Linked DNA regions of Zea mays: region 2 is linked to region 1. Evidence: chromatin contacts called from public Hi-C data. All regions are on one chromosome and are shown on one strand. The core of a region is the stretch at or near the end of the contact, and the rest is flanking DNA. Distances in the headings are between cores, read along the strand shown.

Evidence for each region. Hi-C and Micro-C count contacts between places; a contact is called where the count stands out from the background.
Region 2: a Hi-C map of bundle sheath shows a contact between it and region 1, with 2.6 times the contacts expected there. The contact joins the enhancer-like site here to the promoter of LOC100284233 in region 1. A contact is called at or near these places in 2 of 25 Hi-C or Micro-C datasets (bundle sheath and leaf).

Annotation. Positions count from the first base shown.
Region 1 is chr5:128,509,946-128,515,025 of Zm-B73-REFERENCE-NAM-5.0, forward strand. It overlaps LOC100284233 (26S protease regulatory subunit 6B-like protein), which reads left to right and starts at 2,131. Exons shown (of 6, transcript NM_001157128.2): 1 at 2,131-2,803. The coding sequence starts at 2,303.
Region 2 is chr5:128,807,600-128,812,679 of Zm-B73-REFERENCE-NAM-5.0, forward strand. No RefSeq gene overlaps it. Among protein-coding and RNA genes, the nearest start is that of LOC103626874, 6.4 kb to the left of the region's middle. Within about 2 kb of position 2,207, at least 19 of the 20 cell types and tissues checked have an H3K27ac peak or open chromatin away from gene starts, as enhancers often do. A contact at or near this core is called in bundle sheath and leaf, where this site is marked.

The DNA of each region.
Region 1 (5,080 bases), core at 881-3,380:
AGGTAGATTGGAGTGTAACTTAATCTAATTTACATCTCAATCCACCTCAACACACGTGGATTGATCAATACTAAAGTATCAAAAAAAAGCCTAATAGATGTTTGAATGCATTAGATCTATAATTAGCTGCTAAATTTAGTTAGAGGCATCTAAACAACCTACTTTTAGCAAATCAGCTAATAGTTAGATTGTTATTTGTTAGTTAGCTAATTCCACTAGTAATTTTTAGGCAACTAACTATTAGCTCTAGTGCATTCAAACATCCCTTAGTTAGGAACTATTTTTGAAGCATATTAGAAATATGGGACTTCATGTTACTGAATGAAATGTTTCAGCCAAGTGGGAGATGTTGGATTTATATATATGTGTGTGCCTGTCAACATTCATTTTTATACATTATGGTTATTCTTTATTCAATTCAATATGGAAGTACAAGCGACAGGGAATTATTGATGCAGAATTTAACTCACACCCCGTTTGAATCATTGGAATTGAATTCCATTCTAATAATAGTAATTTTAGTATATATCAATTAAGCTAATTCAGTTTTATACAAAATATATTTGTATATTATTATTAGCAAGATGTCGAAAATATTTATGTGCTACATTTTTACTATAGAGAAGTAAGACGAAGAATACATTTAAGTCACTGAGTAGAAGCAAATTCTACTAATGCATAAAATCATTTCCTATTCTCCACCCCATGTATTTTAGATAGATTTATATCTGAACTTTGGAAATTAGTGAAATGTCAAATTTGAAACTAAATAAGTTACTTTATTGATTAAATTTCAATTTCTCTAAAATAAAGGGATCTAAACGCCCCACCAAGTAATTTTGTACTTAAGGCGGTGAGGACGTTTGTGCTGGAACACAGTAGAGGAATAACGAGATTAATTCTACTGAAATATTTGTTATATATGAATATTTGTTATATACATACATACATTTTTAACCCGGGTACAGCACAACGGAATAGCTGGGTTTTGTTTTGTAGGATCAGCTCAACGAGTTGTCGACCCCACATAATTAGACTGGAATAAATCTCATATTTACACGGTCTAATTATGACACATAACTCACCCATGTGTGCTAGGGACTAATATATTTTAAACTCATGTAACTGGCCTATCTGATCGTGGTTGATGGTACCGTACATGAGTCGAAAGATTTTTAGAATATAGGTTGTGTGAAATATTTTTCAGCACTATAAATAGGTCCCACTCTCGAGCCTCATATGCGAGATAACAGCACCACGGAAATGACAAGGAACAAAGGGTAGACCAAAAGATCCACAAACTTCAACAATTAGCTGAAGTTTTCATGCACAACATTGTAGATAGCATAACAACGAGAACTTAAATCGGTTTGGAACTATTTAGGAGCAATGATACGACTTATTTATTACTTAAAATCCCCTCCATTCCAAAGCCTTCTTGCTCCGTTTGAATATCGATATTGGAGAGAATGGAATTGAATCGGGTTAAATACTAAATCAGACTTAGTATTAAAATGAGATGTAATTTCAATTCTATTGTTTGGATATCACTAAATTGTAGTTTGCAATTGTGCGGTCTAATTCTACGCAATAATGAGGCTTTGTAGTGGGAGAATGAGTTTATATAGTTTAATTCTAGGAAATTGGACCTCCAATTTCAAATCTTAATTTTACGTACAATCAAACAACAAAATTTAGGAAAACTGATTTCAATTTTGCAATTCTGTGCTCTAATATATATATATCCAAATGAGGTATTTGTGTCTAAACAACAGAATTTAGAAAAACTGATTTCAATTTTGCAATTCTATGCTCTAAGAGCATCTTCAAGAGACTAGCTAGATGACTCGCTAAGCCAAATTTTAGTTACTCAATAGTAAATTAAATTTCCAACAGACTAGCTATCTGACTCGTAAGCTATCTGACTCTGTAAATTGGCTCTCTCACTAGCTAAATTTGGCTAGCCACCTGACTACCAAACTAAATATATAGTCTGTTGGACTGAGATGCTATATATATAGTGTAATCTTTATGAAAACGTAAATAGATAGTCAAATAGAGAGAAAAAATGAATAGTCTTTTGTAGATGCTCTAATATATATATATATATCCAAACGAGGTACTTGTGTTATTGGCACGTATGAATGCTCAGCCACATGCGTATGTATACATCACGGCCACGTTCACGCTTCCCCCTTCTGCAAGCAAACCTAACCAAGCCTCTGCGGCTCTTCTTCGAATCCAACTCCTCCCCGATCCCCAAAATCGAACCCAAGTCGAAACCCTAACCTCGGCCTTCTCGATGTCGGCCGCCACAACCGCCCCAACCCCTGCGGTGGCCACCCCGATGGCGCCGCCTCCGTCGTACCCGGCCTCCTCCACGATCTCCGCCTCCGTGGCCGCGTCGGTCGAGGAAGAGGACGACCTCTATGGCCGCCTCAAGTCGCTCCAGCGCCACATGGAGTTCGTCGAGATCCAGGAGGAGTACGTTAAAGACGAACAGAAGAACCTCAAGCGCGAACTCCTCCGTGCGCAGGAGGAGGTCAAGCGGATCCAGTCCGTACCGCTCGTCATCGGCCAGTTTATGGAGATGGTCGACGGCAACAACGGCATCGTGGGTTCTACTACGGGCAGCAACTACTATGTGCGGATCCTCAGCACCATCAACCGCGAGCTGCTCAAGCCGTCAGCATCTGTCGCGTTGCATCGTCACTCCAACGCTTTAGTCGACGTGCTGCCGCCCGAGGCCGACTCCAGCATCTCCTTGCTGGGATCGTCGGAGAAGCCCAACGTCACCTACAACGTAAGTTTATCCTTGAATTTGCCAGATCCGCATGAAGTCATTGGTTAATTTGATTTCTTATTATGGATCTGATGATAAATTATTGTGTCGTTACGTTGTTATCCCGAATCATAATGTCCTTATAAATTATATAGCATTCAGGTTGGGCCTTAGAATGCTTCCATTTGGTGTAGGGTTCTGCTTCTTCATTTGGCAGGCTCCCATATCTGTCGATGTTATTGATTGCACTGAACGTCTTCCTTATTATGGTATACAAATAGGCGAAATCTATTCTTTACAACCTACAAAAGGCTGCATCTTTTCCTATCATTACTAGCAATTGGTGTCCATTTATGCAGCTGAATACACATTATTGCACACACCTGTATGACTTGTGGCCCTTATATATGTATATAAGGGACACAGCATCAATACACCCTACATCCATTTTTAACTGTTGTTCCCACTTCCCAAGAAGTCAAACATACAAATTATTATCATTAGATAGATTGTTGAATCTTTTTTCAAAATAAACTTATTTGGAGATACAATTGATGCTAATATTTTTCTATAAACCTTGTCAAACTTGAGATTGAGAAAGTTTGACTAGCAAAATACCATATCTATACTTAAAAAGGGACATATGGAGTATGTACTAGAATTTGACAGCATACTGTCATTGGACACAAGAACACATGCTGTTCTGACTTGTATAAGCAAGGGTCATGCATTGCTGAACTAGCACCCCATCTGATCACAACTATTGGCAAAAGAACCGTAAACAAGAGAACAGTTGCTGAGGCACTGAACAACAGGAGATGGATATCAGATATAAAAGGGGCCTTAACTGTCCAAGTCTTACAAGAGTATCTTATGATATGGGACCAGGTGGAAGGAGTTATTTTACAGCCTGAAAACCCTGACACTTTCAGGTGGGAACTAACACAATCAGGGGATTATAGCAGCAAGTCAGCCTATTTGGCCTTCTTCATGGGATCAATTCGTTATGCCCCATGGAAAAAGATTTGGAAAAGTTGGGTGCCCCTGCGCTGCAGATTCTTCATTTGGTTGGTGTTTTAAAAAACGATGTTGGACTGCAGACAATCTGGCTAAAAGAGGGCTGCCCCATCCCAATGCCTGTCCCCTTTGTGATCAAGAGGATGAGAATATTCAGCACCTGTTAGTGGGTTGTGTTTTCTCCAGGCAACTCTGGTTTAATATTTCCAGGCTATAAAGATGCCAGAGCTGGCACCCAACATTGCTGAAACTTCCTTTCCTGAGTGGTGGAAGAAGGTGGTCAAGCTACTAAGCTAGTACCAAAAGAAAGGAGGCCATAGCTGAATTCCCTTATCATTTTAACAGCCTGTGAGATATGGAAGCACAGGAATTCTTGTGTCTTTGAGAATTCAGAGCCTAACACACTCACTTTGATCACAAGGATTGTTGAGGAATGTCGGCTTTGGAGGTGGGCTGGGGCCTCCAAACTGCAAGAGTTCCTGGTCTGGGCACGAGCTACGAATGTGTTGGTCTTGATGGCCTACCCCTCTGTGGTTTTTGTATTCAAATGGTCTAGGTGTGTCACCGTTGTAACAGCAACAGCCAAAGCTTTTAATTGCCTAGTCCCTAGCTGTAGGGGTTAAGGTCTTGTGGTTTTGGTTGTTTTCGGTCGTTTGATGTATGTGGTACTTCCTCTCTTAATGCAATGACACGCAGATCTCCTGTGTTGTTCGAGAAAAAAAAGCAAGGGTCATGAGTCTTGTCCCAGATGAGAACATGAGAAGTGCAAGGGCATTGTGGGGAGTAAAAGAAGACTGGACTGAAGAATCACTGAAGTTATGACATCAGATCAGTCAACATGTAACACCACATAAAACAAGTGTTTGAGCATGCCCTCAAACAACAAAACGGGAATGATTTCACTTGGTTCTGTGCGAATTTGTAGATACTAGCAGGTTCTATTACGATCTCAATAGATGAGTTATCGAAAATGGTGGAAATTTGTGCAGAATCTGGTTCAATTTTTATGTAAACTATTATGGTTTTGCTGCAATGGGAACCATATTGGTTTCGTCTTTTTTGTAGGCTCAGTGGATTTTAAGGTTATGTGCCACATTAATGTTGGACCTGTGCTTCAATTGTTTTAAGAATTTATTTGAATAGGAAACAAAACATGTTTCTTTGTGGTTATGTTTTGGTATCTAATTTCTTGAGCCAATTCCTCACAAGCCACTAGAAAAGTTTTGAATTCTGGCTTGACCACTGAAAAAAAATGTTTTGTGTGCCATCATTTCATTTTTT
Region 2 (5,080 bases), core at 957-3,456, 300 kb after region 1:
CGCCGTCACCTCTTCTGCGTCTATCTGCCCGCCCCCCCGGCGTCGCTGCACCGCCCATGATTGCACCGGACGGAGGCTGGAAGAGAGAAAAGCCGTGGTCGGAGGAGGCATGCCAATCTCTGCCATTGTAGGCTTCCTTTCTTCCCCCATCCCCATGCCGCCCGTCACCATCAGGACAATCATTCGCTTTTTCTTTTCTTCTCTCTCGTATACTACTACACTAGGGTGTAGCAGTATGCGTGCCTGTGGGCTCTCTCTCCTGGCGGTGGTGACTGGTGACTCTTTTCATTTTTCTTCGCAGGCGTGTATCGTGCCACTGCTATCGGCTACTGCCTTGTCACAAAGCAGTAGCTCATGGTAAGGTAAGCTTAGCTGCTGCCTTAAACCCTAAAGGCGTCAAATCAATTCAAACGACGGGGCAACAAGGACAAGGTCCATTAGGGAGGGAGGACTGAAGGATGAGCGAAAAAGCCTGCGGGGGTACAGGCTGTTGTAGTACACACATGGGGCGTGGCCCGTATCATTTGATGATCCCTCCCCTCTGAGTCTCTGCCCAAGCACATGTTTACCTGACGGATCATTACCATTTGAACTTTATTAGGCGTCGTCGTAGAGGGTGTAATTATTCGGGGTAATGCGTCCGGCGGTGCTCAGTAAAGCGGTCGTGCTGACTGCTGCTGCTGGCTGCTGCTGTGCTGTGCCTGTGTGTGTGCATCGCGTCTCGTCCTTGCTGTTTTTTTTCTTCCCTTTTCGCTCCAGTGTCAGTCAGCCGGCCGGCACTGCTGCTTGCTGGAGGAGAGAGCTGTGTGCCTGTGTGTGTGTGGAGGAAGGGGAGGAGACTGACTGACAGAGAGAGAGAGAGAGGAGTTGTTAAAGTGTTTAGCGGTACGACGACTGCTGCAGGAATAGGTGTATTGTGCCTTTTTTCCCCCGAGCGAGTGGCCTTTTGCAACTTGGTGTACTATATTTTTGTACACATGTTGCGTAGTAGTTGAGAATATGATGCTTTATTGAGTCCTTGAGACAGGCAGATAAAGCTCTGCTGGCTTGCCGTTTCTCTCTCCTCGTTGGGTCCGAGCCGCTTTTTTTTTCCTCCTCATCTTGGACTAATGATCCGCGCAATTCGCGCGCCTTTTCCACGCCAGCAATGCAAATAGATACACGGGCGAGTATTTTTTCTTCTTCTTCTTCTTGTATTGGATGGACGACCCTGCGAGTGTGTAAGCAGCAGGGAGTGCGTGCGTGCGTACATCAATCCCTGTCCGTGAAAGACGAGAGAGCGAGACCCACAGCCACAGTAGTGCATGGGAAGCGAGTGTGCAGCAAACGATTTGAAAGATCAAAGCGATCCATTCCAGCCTCCCCTGTTTTTAGGTGTGTTCCTACGATGTAGTAGGCCAGAGCAGGGGGGGAGAAAAGGAAGGCCGTGTCAGTACAAAGCCAGCCAGCCAGCCAAGGCTGTGACTGACTGACTGACTGATTCCATGTGCCAGATCGTAATCAGACCGAATTAATCGGGACGCGGACGTACGGTGCCACGTCCATGTTGTTCAGCTCGCTCGCCGTCGCCGAGCTGCGTCTTGTTGCTGCGTGAGGACTGAGGAGGGAGGGGAGGCTCGTTCTTGCCGCCGTGCCGAGAAAGGGAGGAACACCTGATATATGGATGCCGATCCCACCGCTTGTCTTCTCTTTTTCCCTCGCTGAGGGGCTTTTGCTTTGCTGTACGTTTCTTTCGCTCTCGTTCTAGTAGACGGAAGATGGTGGGCTAGGGCCCCCCCCAATGCAACCGTCTTTCTCTGCGAAAGCACAGTGCTGGTGAGGTGAGGGGGAGTCGGTCCCAGTGCGTGCAGTGGATGTCAACCTCAGTCCCCTACCCAAGGGACCGGCTTCACTGCTTACGCTCAGTCCAAGCGACGCCCAATGCCACAGTGAAACAATTATTTTTATTCTAAATAGAGAAACCAGTATACAAAAGAAAAATACTAATCTGTTGTCTAAATATAGCTGATTAAGAACGCCTTTGGTTCATGCCGACGATCGCGACGGTCAGTCGCTGCGGCGTCGGTGCTACGGCGGACGTACGCGTGCGCGCACGATATATTATGTGCGTACGTCGACGGTGGAGCCGCTGTCGGGGCAGATGCTCAGGACACGCGCTAGAGTACAACTGCGCTAATCACTTGCTAGGCGTCTACTACTACTAGTTTATTAATGGGGGTACATGTAGACGCAGATCACTTTTTTAATCGATACTAGTGCTACTGCGGAGCAGCATTGGAGAGCCAGAGAGAAGAGAAGAGAGCAACTTGCTCACAATAATGGTGGGGTGGGTATCTACAGTTCGTAGCGAATGGCTCGTCCATGCGCCTCTTTAGAAATCGATCCATCAATAATGCGCCTGGCTGGCTGGATGGATGGGTGGATTAATTGGCCGGGTGAACGACGCCCATGGGGTTAAATTTCAAGCTCGCGTGGCGGGCAGCAGATTAACCACAAGGTACTCGGTGACAGCTAGAATTCTTCTGTTATTACGGTGTTTTCTTTAGGGATCTCGTGGAGAAAGGCTAGCATGTGAGAATAAACATATGGAACGAAAATATTTAAGTGGTGACAGCTAGAATTCTTCTGTTATACTATTTTTACGCTTACTTCTCTAGCCTGTTTCTACCTTACTTTATTTAAGTGAGCAAGCCAATATCCAACACTTTTGGTAATGCCAGTAAATCACATTTGCACCACGCACCATATTACTTTCTGTTACAATTCTTAATGTACTTATATTTAATATACTCCCTCCGTTCTTTTTTATTTGTCGCGTTTTAGTTTAAAAATGAACTAGCAGACGATAACTATTCGAGAACAGATATAGTATTAGATATAGTATTAGAGAAAAGTAGAATCACAAAATATTGCACAAACTCACAAATACCCTGTCGCAAGCCCCAAATATAGCAGATCATAGTATATTGTACATGGGACGAAAGATAAAAAATTAGTTATACTATATATTGTTACGGTTTTTATTTATTTTTGAGTATAGAATATAAAATACAATGACACATATATTTTGTTTGTAATGTAGATCTGAACGTGGGTTTAGAGTCAATCACCACGGTTCGAATATATAATTTTTTTTTTACAATTTAAGCATGTGACGCTCGTGGACGATCAAATAGTCAAAACTGGTGTTTTATACGGTACAGAAATGAATTCCTATTTGATTCCTTCTTAGAATGGAAGGATAATATCACGTGAATATGCAATATAAATTTATTGCTTCTCTAGTTTTGCTTTTGTCATACCACGACTAATGGATTTTCTTAGCCTCTCAGGTCCTATTCTAAACATCTATAGCTAATTGTTAGCTAACTAATAAGTTGTTAGCTAAATTAGCTAATTAACTACTAGCCGGATTGTTGTTCTCATACTTATTATCCATCTCTTTTTCTTTGTTTTTGAGTCATATTTCTCGTCAGTACGCTGCTACTGGTATGAATATTTGTTAAATAAAAAATCACAAATACAAATTTCAAATACCATAAATAGCGTACAAAGTTCGACTTCTTCATACAGAGGAAAAAAAATCAGCTGACGGGTAGAAAGGGTCAAGAGCAATTTGGTCACCAACGACCTATTAGGTGGTTTTAGCTGGATTGGGCCAACTAATGACTAATTGCTTTTTGGATATAACTAACAATTAGTTGGTTCAATAGCTTAGCAGGAAGTTTTTTTTTTAAAATAGAACTAAATCCCTTGGACTAAACCATCAGGAATATCGATAGTTTTCCACCGGGTTTTATTTTCAAAAAGATAGCTATTGGACTTCCAGTCCACCATAGCTCACGGCTCAACCGCCGAACCTTTTAAAACCATTTTTTAAACCATTTTGTAAAACAAAACACTAATTATTAAATTCATGTCGTAACTCATTCATATCCGTGGACACGGACTATTCGAATAGATTTTGAACTCTATGAAGAGGTGTACAATTTACCCACTAGTCTGATTTCTACAATCTCACCGTCGTGAGATCTGAATACCAAAACTCTCTCCTCCCTTGCACGACTTTACCTTAATGGTTATACAGAAAGGAACAAGGCCACCTCCTCACCCAAACCAGGACAAAATTACCCCCCCTGCTGGTCCTTCCAGTGCTCCCCAGCACCATAACCGTGGGGTGCAGACCGTCCAAGTTCAGATCAAGCGACTGCCCATATCATGTCGAGTAGTTGTACTTGATAAGAGTATAGGTAAGGAGTAATGTCAAACTAGACCTTATGCGAGAGGGACAATCCTTCATGCTCACACCTAACCCGACTGAGCCGACACCTTAAGGCCCTCCCAAACCAGGGAGTCCCTGATCATCCCGCTCAAAGGTGACAAGGGTAAAACCCTTCATCATACCTATTTCGAAAAACATTTTCTTTTGAAAAACTCACACCTTTTCTTAAATCATTTTGTAATAAAAATGTCAAGGAGTATAAAGATGAATTGCAGCAAAGTTTTTAGGCTGGGTGGCCATATTAACATGTCTCTTAGTAGCAAAATCATATAATGCATAAAATAACAGGCTGATGGATGTGTTTGAAAACCTAGGCAATTTATGCATCAAAGGGGTCCAGTGAGCTTGCCATGCTTTAATCGACGAAAGAGTGAAAGCTTGCGGAACCATTTAGCGTAGACTCGTAGAACTGGCCTTCACGGGACGGGACGAACGCTATAGTAACTACGCTGCATGAACAAGCAAACATACAAACCAACAAGTATATCAACAAATATTCAATATAGTGGTCAGGAATGGTGGTGGATGGGTGAATATAGTTTTGAGTAGAGTTTGTGTTGACGGAGTAGAGATGCTTACCCGAAGGGTATATTGGACGTGAACTAATATTAGTACTGTAATGGCAGAATGAGGTACCAAGTGGGTGGGGGTTTGGCTTGGCTCAGGGTACCAAGGGTGTGGGGAGGGAGAGGGTAACTCTCTGGGTGTATTTATAGCTGGGTACATATGGTTTAGTATGGTAGAGTTTACTGTTTATGAGAATAGTGGTGAAAGAATTGTCTGACTCAGTTCGATTAG